Linked DNA regions of Capra hircus: region 2 is linked to region 1. The links are chromatin contacts, called in public Hi-C maps. All regions are on one chromosome and are shown on one strand. The core of a region is the stretch at or near the end of the contact, and the rest is flanking DNA. Distances in the headings are between cores, read along the strand shown. Region 1 overlaps EDC3 (enhancer of mRNA-decapping protein 3). Region 2 has its middle 58 kb from the start of SEMA7A.

Region 1 (5,575 bases), core at 1,520-4,019:
GCCGATGTCGCACAAATAGACACGGCCTGCATGCTCCCCCAGAGGCAGAGGCAGGCCCAGAGCCAGCGACCACTTGGCATCGATGCCCTGTTCACCTTCATGCACAGGAGGGTCTATGCTGAGTACTGGTGCCCGGTTCTGGTTGGCCCAGGCCACAGCTGCCTTGTACCAGGGCTGATCCCGCAGGAAGGCATTCTCGGGGCAATCCAGACAGTTGATCACCAGGTCCACAGGGCTAGTGGGCAGATCTGCAGGTGGAAAGAGTGCCATCTGTAACCCCTATAAAGCAGAGAGCAGTCCAGGCTGGGACAAGAACCTCGGTGACCCCAACCAAGAGTGTCTTATTCAGACACCACTCCAATGCCTCTGCAGAGGCCAGGCTTTTCAAGGTTGGGCTGGGACTCAGGCTCCAGGAGTTCCAAGACCTGGTTGGGCTGGGTGCTGGAGACCAAGGGTATGTCAGCCCAATGGACCACTGTCCTCGTGGAGCTCCCAGGCTGAAGCACTGTCGTGCTGGGTGAGCAGAGCTTCTCAGGACATGAGGCGCCTGCCTCCTCTGCACATCTAACTTCCTGGTAAATTATAAGCTCTGGGAAGGTGGGCTCTATTACCAAGTCAGCCTTGAGGGGGAGGATGTGACCAGGGCCCAGGAGAATTGGGCTGACTGCCATTTGCTGTCTAGCCCAAGAAGTGTGAATAGGCAAAAGCGTGGTCACTCTATACCAGTCTGGCCTGCTCCCACACTGGCCTTGCTGGTCCCCTATTATAGAAATGAGTCCTTCTTGCAGCCCAAACTTAAGAACAGGGAAGGAATTTCTCACTTCTCCCAGGTGTTTAAAAAGGCTTCTCTGCTCTCACCAAGCCTCTGGCACAGTGTAAGAACAGATGGCTCAATAAGCACGTAAGTCCTGACCAGCCTAAGAGGTTAAACTGAGACTAGCGGAAATCAGACCAAACTCAAGGGTAAACATCCTGGAGCAACTGGGATAGGAAGCCTTGTGGGCAGCTAAGGAAGAATAACTGCCTGAAAAAGGGCATCATATTACAGCTCTTAAGAGGGGGAATCCACATATGAGAACCCCTCCCCAGGTCTCAGCCTTAAGTACTAACATACCTTAATTAGAGTCTCAGAACAGGCCACCACAGGTGGGGATGGGGGTGTCCCTGTGAGCCCTGAGGCTTTTGAGAGTGGGAATGGCATCTTCCCTTCGAGGTAAGAGACTGAGGTTCTGGCCCTATCTTGCCATCTGATCCCTGGCAAGGCCCTTTCTCTGGGCCACATTTACTTGCTCCACTTCTCCCCTGTTCTCATTTCAACCCACTCCAATCAGACCACGCTTCACTGTACCACTTAAAACTGCTCCTGTCAAGATCACTAGGGGCATCCACACTGCTGGATCCAGCAGTCAAGTCTTTGAGTCTGAGTGAGATGGAGAGTCACTTTAGGAATAAGTAGCAGAAAGATATAATCCAGCTCGGGTTCCAGACGATCATTGCGTCTGTTGTTTGAGCACAGACTGTAGACGTACACAGAATTATTAAGGCTGTTGTAATAACTGGATCGAGAAGTGATGGTGGCTGAAGACTTCAGATGAAGTCTCGATCTCCATCTGAACTCAACCTAGAAAGGCTTGCTGACACAGCTGCTCACACCCTCTTTTCTTTACTTGTCTTCCAGGTACCAGACTCTCCAGGCTTTCCTTCTCCTTCAATGACCACTCTTTCCCTGTCTCTTAGCTGGTCCCTTAAACTTCTATCCAAAGAACTCACTCTAACAACCTATCTAGTCTCTCTTCCTAGACGATACCTTATCCAGGCTCATTACAGCTTTAAACACCACCTCCCCACACTTGTAACTCCAGACTGGATCCCTTCTCTTAACTCCAGACTCATCTCCATCAATCAACATTTCCACCTGCCTATCCAAAGGGCATCTCCAACTGAGCTTCTGCTCTTCTTCCCCAAACCTCTCCCAGCTCTTCCCATCTCAGTGATGGCACCTCCATCCTTCCAGTTACTCAGGTCAAGAACCTTGGAGTCATTCTTTACCCTTCTCTTTCTCTTATCCTTTACATCCAATCTATAAACTCTTATCTTCAATACTGCTTCAGAAACTAACCATCTTTCATCACTTTCATGCTGTCTCAGCCACCATCACTTCTTATTCTTACAACAGCCTTAATAATTCTGTGTACATCTACAGTCTGCGCTCAAACAACAGACGTAATGATCGTCTGGAACCCAAGCTGGATTCTATCTTTCTGCTACTTATTCCTAAAGTGACTCTCCATCTCACTCAGACTAACAGTTCAAGCCTTGTATAAAGACCCACAGGCCCTGTATGATGGGCCCCGAAATGTCTAAGTCTACCGCTTCCCTCCACCCAGCCTTCCAACATTCTCGAGCTCCCTTCCCTGTTTTATTTGTCTCCATAACACTTACTACCATCTGACCTGAGAGAAATGTCACTTGTCATCTGTCCTAACCAGAATGTAAGCTCCACAAAAGCATGGATTAAGGAAAAAAAAAATCTATCGCCATATCCCGTGTTAGGAACAGCGCCCATTCTGTACTTATCCGTGAAACGAATAAATGGATCCCCACCTCTCCATCTGAGTGGTGGGAGGAGGAGGAAGGTGAAGGGATGGGAAGTAGGCAAGTCGACACCAAAGGTATTTATTTCCTTAAGACTCTAAGACTACTCATGAGCAAAGTGCTCTTTACACCTGTGGTGCTATTCCGCCTGTCGCCACTGGGCGGTGCCACCAGACCATGAAAGCACTGAGGGCTCCCCAACCCTGTGCGAGAGCTCACCTTTGAGACTAGACACTTGTTGGCCCTGGGTCTTGCTGAAGAGAGACAGCTCATTGGTAATGGATTCCAGCATCTTCACGAAGTTGGGCAGAAAGAGGATGACCTGGACATCGTGGTTGGCTAGGTGCCTTCCACAACTGATACCCTGAGCCCCCTTCACGTGAGGCCCACATAGCAGGGCCACTGTAGGCCTCTGGTGAACGTTTTTGGGATTCAGCCTGGAACAGAAGGTAAAGAAGCATCATCAGCCGAGACTTGCCAAAACTTTGCCCCCTATACTGGTATACTGGACACCCCCTGGCACCTGCTGCTCTCAGGGCCAAGGTTCTAGAGGGGATGGACAAAGTCCACTATAGGCCAAGCTCACAGGGTGGCCTTCCCACTGTCCCAGACTTCATCTTTGGGTCCTCTTAGGTGGCGCTAGTGGTAAAGAACCCACCTGCCAATTCAGGAGACATGAGACCTGGGTTCGATCCCTGGGTCGGGAAGATCCCCTGGAGGAGGGTATGGCAACCCACTCCAGTATTCTTGCCTGGAGAATCCCATGGACAGAGGAGCCTGGCGGGCTACAGTCCAGAGTCGCAAAGAGTCAGACATGACTGAGGCGGCTTAACACACACTAGGTAGTTCACTTGACCTTGTTCGGTGAAACACCACTGCCAGAACACTGCTTGCTAACCAAGAACACTTTCTGTTCTATACACTGTAGGACCTATTACATCAAACACTTCTCGGCAAAGAGGTTTTCCCACCTCTGCAGCCTTCTTGACTCTTCTTCCCCAGTGTGCCTGCTCTGCTGCAGCAAGACTGGTCTCATCACTCTCTCTGGCACCTGAAGGCTCTTTCTTGGTTCTGCTCAAACTACTTCACCTGCCCAGAGAGCCCCTCACTTACGAATCTCTGACCCACTCCTTCTAGGGTTACTCTGGCTCAGTTCCTAAGAGACTCACAGCAAGTACCAAAGAGGGTAGCTGTAAATCATACTCAATTAGTTGCAAGTCCAAGTTCTCGTCTCTGAGCTGCCAGTAAGCTAATAAGGGCAACGCTGGAGCTACTACATTTCATAGACTGCTGGGTGGATGAGTGGATGTAAAGCACTCTGAATAGGAACTGACACAGAAAGGGCTCAATTGATGCTGGTATCATTATAGTTCTGGTCACAGAGAACGTAGAAGGCTAATGGCTCCCCGGCTGGGAGCTGCCTTGGACACTCACTTCTGATGAAGTCACTTTCTTATGCCATTCAAAGTGGAGACACCCCCCCACACCCCAAAAGAAAGGCCGAGACCCCTCTGGTCCAGAGAAGCCATAAATAAGGGAGTTAAAATTAGCCCTAGAGCTATGCCCAACTCCCAGACAGTGCTGTCTGCCCCTGGGCAGGAAGGCAGGGGAGATGAACAGCCAGAAAGAGGCTTAGGTCCCTGCTTGGGGTGGAGCAGGGACAGTCACTTATGGGTTTTCCCCAAAGAGAGGAAGACAGATGTCAAGCCAAAGAGGAAACCCTCACTCTCCAAATAAATTCAGGGGAATTCGGTGATGTACTTTCATATACACCAAGTTATTCATTTCGCTCCACCATGTTTGCATCGTAAGGAAATATACGGTGAGTACTTCTTCCTGCTCACAGATAACTGCAGAGTTCATCTGACTTGCCCGGGTTTATTCCCTAAATGAACTCTTCCTCTCACAGAGGCATGCCCCATCTGAGAACTCAAAGCAGACCAGACACCCACAGACCCACAGGCAGGGGTCAGAGTCCAGGCGCTGGAGACCGAGCTTCACCGCGAGCCGCCAGCGTCACGTGGGCCAAGTCCTTCTGCTCTCCTGAGCCCTAGCTCGCTCATTTTAAACCCCGGTCTACTACTCACCTTCGAGGTGAAGCAGTGGGGAGCAAATTAAATGCCATTGTGAAGGCACAGTGAAAAAACGCATGATACTTAACATACCATGGTACTTAACATCACTTAACAGATGATGCTGTTAAAGTGCTGCGCTCTCAATTTCAGAAAAATAAATGACCCAATCAAAATATGGGCCAAAGAACTAAATAGACATTTCTCCAAAGAAGACATACGGATGGCTAACAAACACATGAAAAGATGCTCAACATCACTCATTATTAGAGAAATGCAAATCAAAACCACAATGAGGTACCACTTCACACCAGTCAGAATGGCTGCGATCCAAAAATGTGCAAGCAATAAATGCTGGAGAGGGTGTGGAGAAAAGGGAACCCTCCTACACTGTTGGTGGGAATGCAAACTAGTACAGCCACTTTGGAGAACAGTGTGGAGATTCCTTAAAAAATTGCAAATAGAACTACCTTATGACCCAGCAATCCCACTGCTGGGCATACACACCGAGGAAACCAGAATTGAAAGAGACACATGTACCCCAATGTTCATCGCAGCACTGTTTATAATAGCCAGGACATGGAAACAACCTAGATGTCCATCAGCAGATGAATGGATAAGAAAGCTGTGGTACATATACACAATGGAGTATTACTCAGCCGTTAAAAAGAATACATTTGAAGCAGTTCTGATGAGATGGATGAAACTGGAGCCGATTATACAGGGTGAAGTAAGCCGGAAAGAAAAACACCAATACAGTATACTAACACATATATATGGAATTTAGAAAGATGGTGATGATGACCCTGTATGCGAGACAGCAAAAAAGACACAGATGTGTATAGCAAGTTAGAACCAGACATGGAACAACAGACTGGTTCCAAATTAGGAAAGGAGTACGTCAAGGC
Region 2 (5,147 bases), core at 2,549-5,048, 240 kb before region 1:
ATTAAAATATTAAAAATCCTCTGTAAAATTATTGAAAGGATATTTATAATTTTGCTCTTGAAACCATTTGGCTAGGAGTAACTGATTTAAATTACAATTGGGGAATTCTTGTAAAATGAGAAAAACCCAACCCACACATTCCTTCAAATGTAATGAAAGTTTCATGAATACTAAATTTAACAATTAATGAGGTTGATATAATGTTACAGTTGGACATTTGATTAAGGATTTATTGATTTCAATTTTGCAGTGTTCTTATTTTAGAGCAGGTAATTTTTTTCCAGCTGTCAAATATTCAAATGATGGCCCTGTGGAGGCTCTTGCGGGCAATATATGAGCAACCTGGGCCAATACATCTTGCCTACCCTCCACCTGAAGCATACATCCCTGTATACACACACACACACACACACACGACAAACATGACTTTGGTTAGACTGTGAAGTCAGAGTCTAGCTCCCAATGAAGAAGACAACGGGCCACTTAAGAGCAGAGATGGAAGCAGGGGCACATCACGTCACGTCATACATCATAAAAGAAAGAACTTCCTTACTACAACCAGTGGCTGGACCTGCTAAGGGCACAGAGGTTGAGACAAGCCAGCCTTGGAAGCTGGCACAGGTGCCTCCTCCCTCCCAAGGAGGGTGAGTAGAGGGGGCAGAAGGAAGGGAACCACTTGCCCTGGTTTTCACAGCCAGTCACAGATCAGCTGCCTGAACGTATCTGAGGACTAAGGCCTCCGTGTTCCAGAAAGGTGACATCAGGACTAGTGAGCTGTGAGGTTTCTCCCTGACACAAAGGCAGTGCCCTACAGGGAGGATGTGGAAAGGCTGACAGACAGAGGGCTGTTGGGGTAGATGCAGAGAGGAGAGGAGGGAGAGGCTGGGGAGAGAAAACCATTGAGAAGGAGCTGGAATGAGGGCAGAAGGAAAGGTGGGAAGAGAGCTGGACTGTGTGCCAGTACTCAGGGGAAGGGAAGGAGGATCTCCCAGGACTGGGGTGGCCCTGGGACAGCAGCAGCAGCTAGGTGTCACCCAGGGATGAAGGCAGGGGTGGCAGTGATGTAGCCAGGAAAGGCAGGGGCACTAGTTCTCGGAACACCGGTGTGGTGTTACCCAAGCCTTCTCCACACAGAGGCAGAGGGGTCTGCAGGGGCATCTGGGGTTGGTAAGAACCTCTCCCAGTACCCCAGCCTCCCCTCGGAACAGGAGGGAGGGCCTGGGCTGAAGCAGCCCTCAGCCAGGTCTGCAGCAAGGGCTGAGGCAGAGAAACGTCACTCTGTCCTCCCCCCATCTCTTAAAGGTACCCAGTGTACCAGCCGCTTCCCTCGCCCCAGAACGTCAGCACCTCTGAAGTTAAACACGGTGCCACTAGGTGGAGCCAAAGCCCACGGCAACAGCATGGGATTGGGACTTTTCAGTGGCCAGGGTTTGAGGACGGTGGGCTCGAGAGGCAGAGGACAGAAGAGAGGCTGAGTCTACGCAGAGCCAGGGAGGACACAGGACAGCCGGTCCCAGCCTATTTGGTTTATGAAGTCTGCTCTAGCGGTAATGCCTATATGGTCCCAGAGCGGATCCCGGCAGCCGAAAAACCCCATTTGTCAGACAAGCCTGAGGCCTGTCAAAGGGATCCAGGAGTCGGCTGAAGCTACAGCCCGCGCGCCACAGCTCCTTCCCTGCCCTGCTCCTGAAATCTGTGTCCTGCCGGTGGAGAGGGTGCCGCCTCCAGAAAGAGCAATCCCGGGCAGCTCCCGCTGGGCCCCGGGGCCTACGACTGGCACAGGCACAAGGATGCTGGGCCCTCCGCCACCCTAGGGTGGGACGGGATGGCGCAAGCGAAGGCCCGAGCTTCTTCGAAAGACCGCGGCTGACCCAGAATCAGAACAATCCACACGCCTCGGCGGCAGGTGGAGGCGGTGGGGCGGGGCTTCGGTCGAGAAGCTCCGCATTGGGCGTGGGGGGTTGCTGGGGTTCTCGCATTGGCTGGGGGTGAGGGGGTGGGATCAAGGGCGTGGCTGAGAGATGTGAAACCCGAAGAAAAACGCTTCGGGACAATGCACGGACCTCAGGTGTTGCTCTGAGGCCAGAGACACAGGAGTTGATCCGCACCTGGGGTGAGCATCGGCCACGTTGTCCCCAAGCACAGGTGTGCTGCGGAAGACCAAGCTCCAGACTCCCTCTGGCAGCCTTGTCACTTCCAGAACTAGGGGGCTCCCCCGGGTCTCTTGCCTGCCCTTCTCCTTGATCTCACTGACCTACCACCAGCCGAACCAGATAGGTGTCCAGACCTTCTCCAACCTGCCCTCCACCTCTCACAGCAGCCATGCCCTCCCTTTACCTTCATCATTCCCTTTTAAAAGAATCTTTCCCCAGGATTCACGGATAGATCGCACTTGGCTTTGCACAGCCAGCGCCCAGCACAGAACCCCCACCTTCAGTGGTGTCCTTTCGCTTTTCACAGTGTCTGTAGAGGGGGAGGATGGAGAGGGGGACAACATGGCCACCTGGTTACTATGAGTGCACTACTCATTCCACACACATGTACTGAGCACCGACTATGTGCTACAGCCTGTGGTGGGCGGACACCGGAGATAGAGCTTTGAGCAAAACAGACACTCTCTCTACTATTTTACACATCAAGCTGTAGGACGGGGAGAGAAAGAGAGAATTTAAGGATACTGACAGGTAAGCCCCACCACTGGGGGTGTGGGTGGGCAATGTTAGCCTTAGCCGGTGGATAAGGACGTTTGCAGAAATGGGTTGGGGTCAAAGCTTATCACACCTGTAAAAGCAGAAAATGATCAATTATCTTAACTATCAAGAAGATATACAGTGCCCTCTTGTAGCAGGGTACTGCTTCAAGCAAACTAATACGCAAATGCCAAGGGGAAGAAATTAGTTGTTTGACTCTATCCAAGAATCAATCATTAATCAATCAAAAGCGGATTTCCTTTGAAATCCAAAGGAAGACATTGTCTTTGTGGACACAGAGAATTAACCGCCTTGCCTTCCTTCAGAACAGTGCAGTTAGTAACCACTAGAGGGCAGCAGAGAGATGGAGATGCCAGAGGGAAGAGTCATTGGTTAGTTTCCACCTGCACCTGTAATGAAAACAATATAGCAATAGTTCACATTCATTGAGTGCTTACTCTAGGCCAGGCATCCTTCTAAGTGCTTTGTAAAAAACTACCTCATTCGATCCTCCCACCATCCCTGTGAGACAGATTGTTGTTTAGTCACTAAGTCATGTCTGACTCTGCAACACCGTGGACGGTTGCCTGCCAGGCTCCTCTGTCCACGGGATTTCCCAGGTGGGAGTACTGGAATGGGCTGCCACTTCCTTCTCCAATGAGACAGATACAGTTGTGTTAACCCCATTCTACAGGTGAGGAAACAGGTTGAGTAACTTGCCTGAGGTCACACAGCCAGTAGAGAGTAAATCCCAGATATAATCCCTGGAGTAGAGCTATGGAGCCTGCATGCCTCACACTGTGCAGTTCTTTCTGTGACGAGGATGGAGAATGGAGGGGGCAGCTGAGGTCCTTACACATATAACCCCAGTGTGTTTTCCAAGGCCCATTCCAGATGCAGGCTTCAGACAAGGCTTCTAGCTAATTAAGGACCTTGGGGCACCTGTCGGGTAAAGTCAGAAAGTCTGAGCTTCCTTCTACAGGGCCGTGGGGAGGCAACACCAGTTCTCATCACCACCTGCAACAAGGCCCAGCCCTCCTTTACCCCTGGGTGCCCACCTCCATGGTGTACCCCTATACCGAGTGGCCTCTTTGGTTCAACTGTGTGATGCTGGCTTCAACCCACCCTTCTGCTCATCCTCAGACAGCCCTACCTGCCCCACCATCAGCCTGGCTCAGTCCTCCTCACCGCAGTCAAGAAGGGGCTGGTCAAGAGTGGTGATGGCTGCTCAGAAGTTGGGGTCCAATGAGAATCAAGAGCACGTTGCTGGGGGTCCTGTCCAGGACCACCTAGAGAGGAGTTTCAGGCCAGAGTCCAATCCTTTCTTGGCTTTCTTCCTGATTTAACAACCATTCATTGAGCTGCTGCTGTGTGCTGTTTCTATGCTGACTGCATGGGTCATAAGGAGAACTTGCTGGGTGACCTTGAACAAGCTGTTTACCTGAAGAGGCCTCTGACATTATGCCTATGTGTGCCCAGGTACATTTTTCCAGGTCAGGGTTCCTCAGCCTCGGCATGATTGGCATTTTGGTCTGGATCATTCTTTCCTGTGAGGACATTTCCTGTGCACTGTGGGGTATTTAACAACATCCACGGCCTTCACCCAGTAGATGCCAGCAACACCAGCTTCCCAGTTGTGACAATAAAAAAATGTTTCCAGATACTGCCAAATGCGCCCTGGGGGTGGAAGGTGGGGCAAGGTTGCCCCTGGTTGAGAATCACTATATTGCAGACCTACAGGAAATCCTGGAATTTGCTGAACAGCAAATTCATCAGTACCGCCCTCTGTAGACTGTGGGTAGAGCAGGGTTGCTGCGTGTGAGGCAATGGGTAGGCAGTGCTCAGCTTCCCCGCTTTCCTCATCCCTGACCTGGGAGTCTCAAGGGTCTGCTCCTCAAAGAGAGGAGTACCTCTTTTTAAAAATATTTATTTATTTCATCTTTGGCTGCACTAGGGTCTTCGTTGCTTTTGCGTGGGCTTTCTCTAATTGTGGCTAGCAGGGGTTTCTCTTGTTGTGGAGCACAGGCTTCAGTAGTTGAGACCCTCGGGCTCAGTAGTTGAAACTCACATTCTCTAGAGCGCAAAATCAGTGGTTGTGGTGCAGGGGCTTAGTTGCTCCGCAGCACGTGGGATCTTCCTGGACCAGGGATCGAACCCATGTCCTCTGCACTGGCAGATGGACTGTTATCCACTGCCCCACCAAGGAAGTCCAGGAGTGCCACTTTAAAGAAAGAACCTGAAAGGACCAACTCTTACCCAAAGTGCGGCTGGAGATGGGACTTCAGACACCCTCTCTGAAGCCAGCTCCTGCTCAGGCTGGAAGGCATGCAGGAAGGTGGCACATTGCCATGACCGTTTGGGAGAGGAAATAGCAGGATCTCCCCTGGGCCCAGTTCTCCAGGAGCCCTGCCAAGGCCGCCCACACCTGCCGACTGTCTGGGGCCCCTCAGCCCTGTC

Evidence for each region. Hi-C and Micro-C count contacts between places; a contact is called where the count stands out from the background.
Region 2: a Hi-C map of blood shows a contact between it and region 1, with 6 times the contacts expected there. The contact joins two enhancer-like sites. A contact is called at or near these places in 2 of 5 Hi-C or Micro-C datasets (both in blood).

What each region holds. Positions count from the first base shown.
Region 1 is chr21:33,487,340-33,492,914 of ARS1.2, reverse strand. It overlaps EDC3 (enhancer of mRNA-decapping protein 3), which reads right to left. Exons shown (of 7, transcript XM_018066133.1): 6 at 2,815-3,032; 7 at 1-248. Among named protein-coding and RNA genes, the nearest start is that of CLK3, 20 kb to the left of the region's middle. Within about 2 kb of position 2,769, at least 1 of the 5 cell types and tissues checked has an H3K27ac peak or open chromatin away from gene starts, as enhancers often do.
Region 2 is chr21:33,733,027-33,738,173 of ARS1.2, reverse strand. No RefSeq gene overlaps it. Among named protein-coding and RNA genes, the nearest start is that of SEMA7A, 58 kb to the right of the region's middle. Within about 2 kb of position 3,798, at least 2 of the 5 cell types and tissues checked have an H3K27ac peak or open chromatin away from gene starts, as enhancers often do.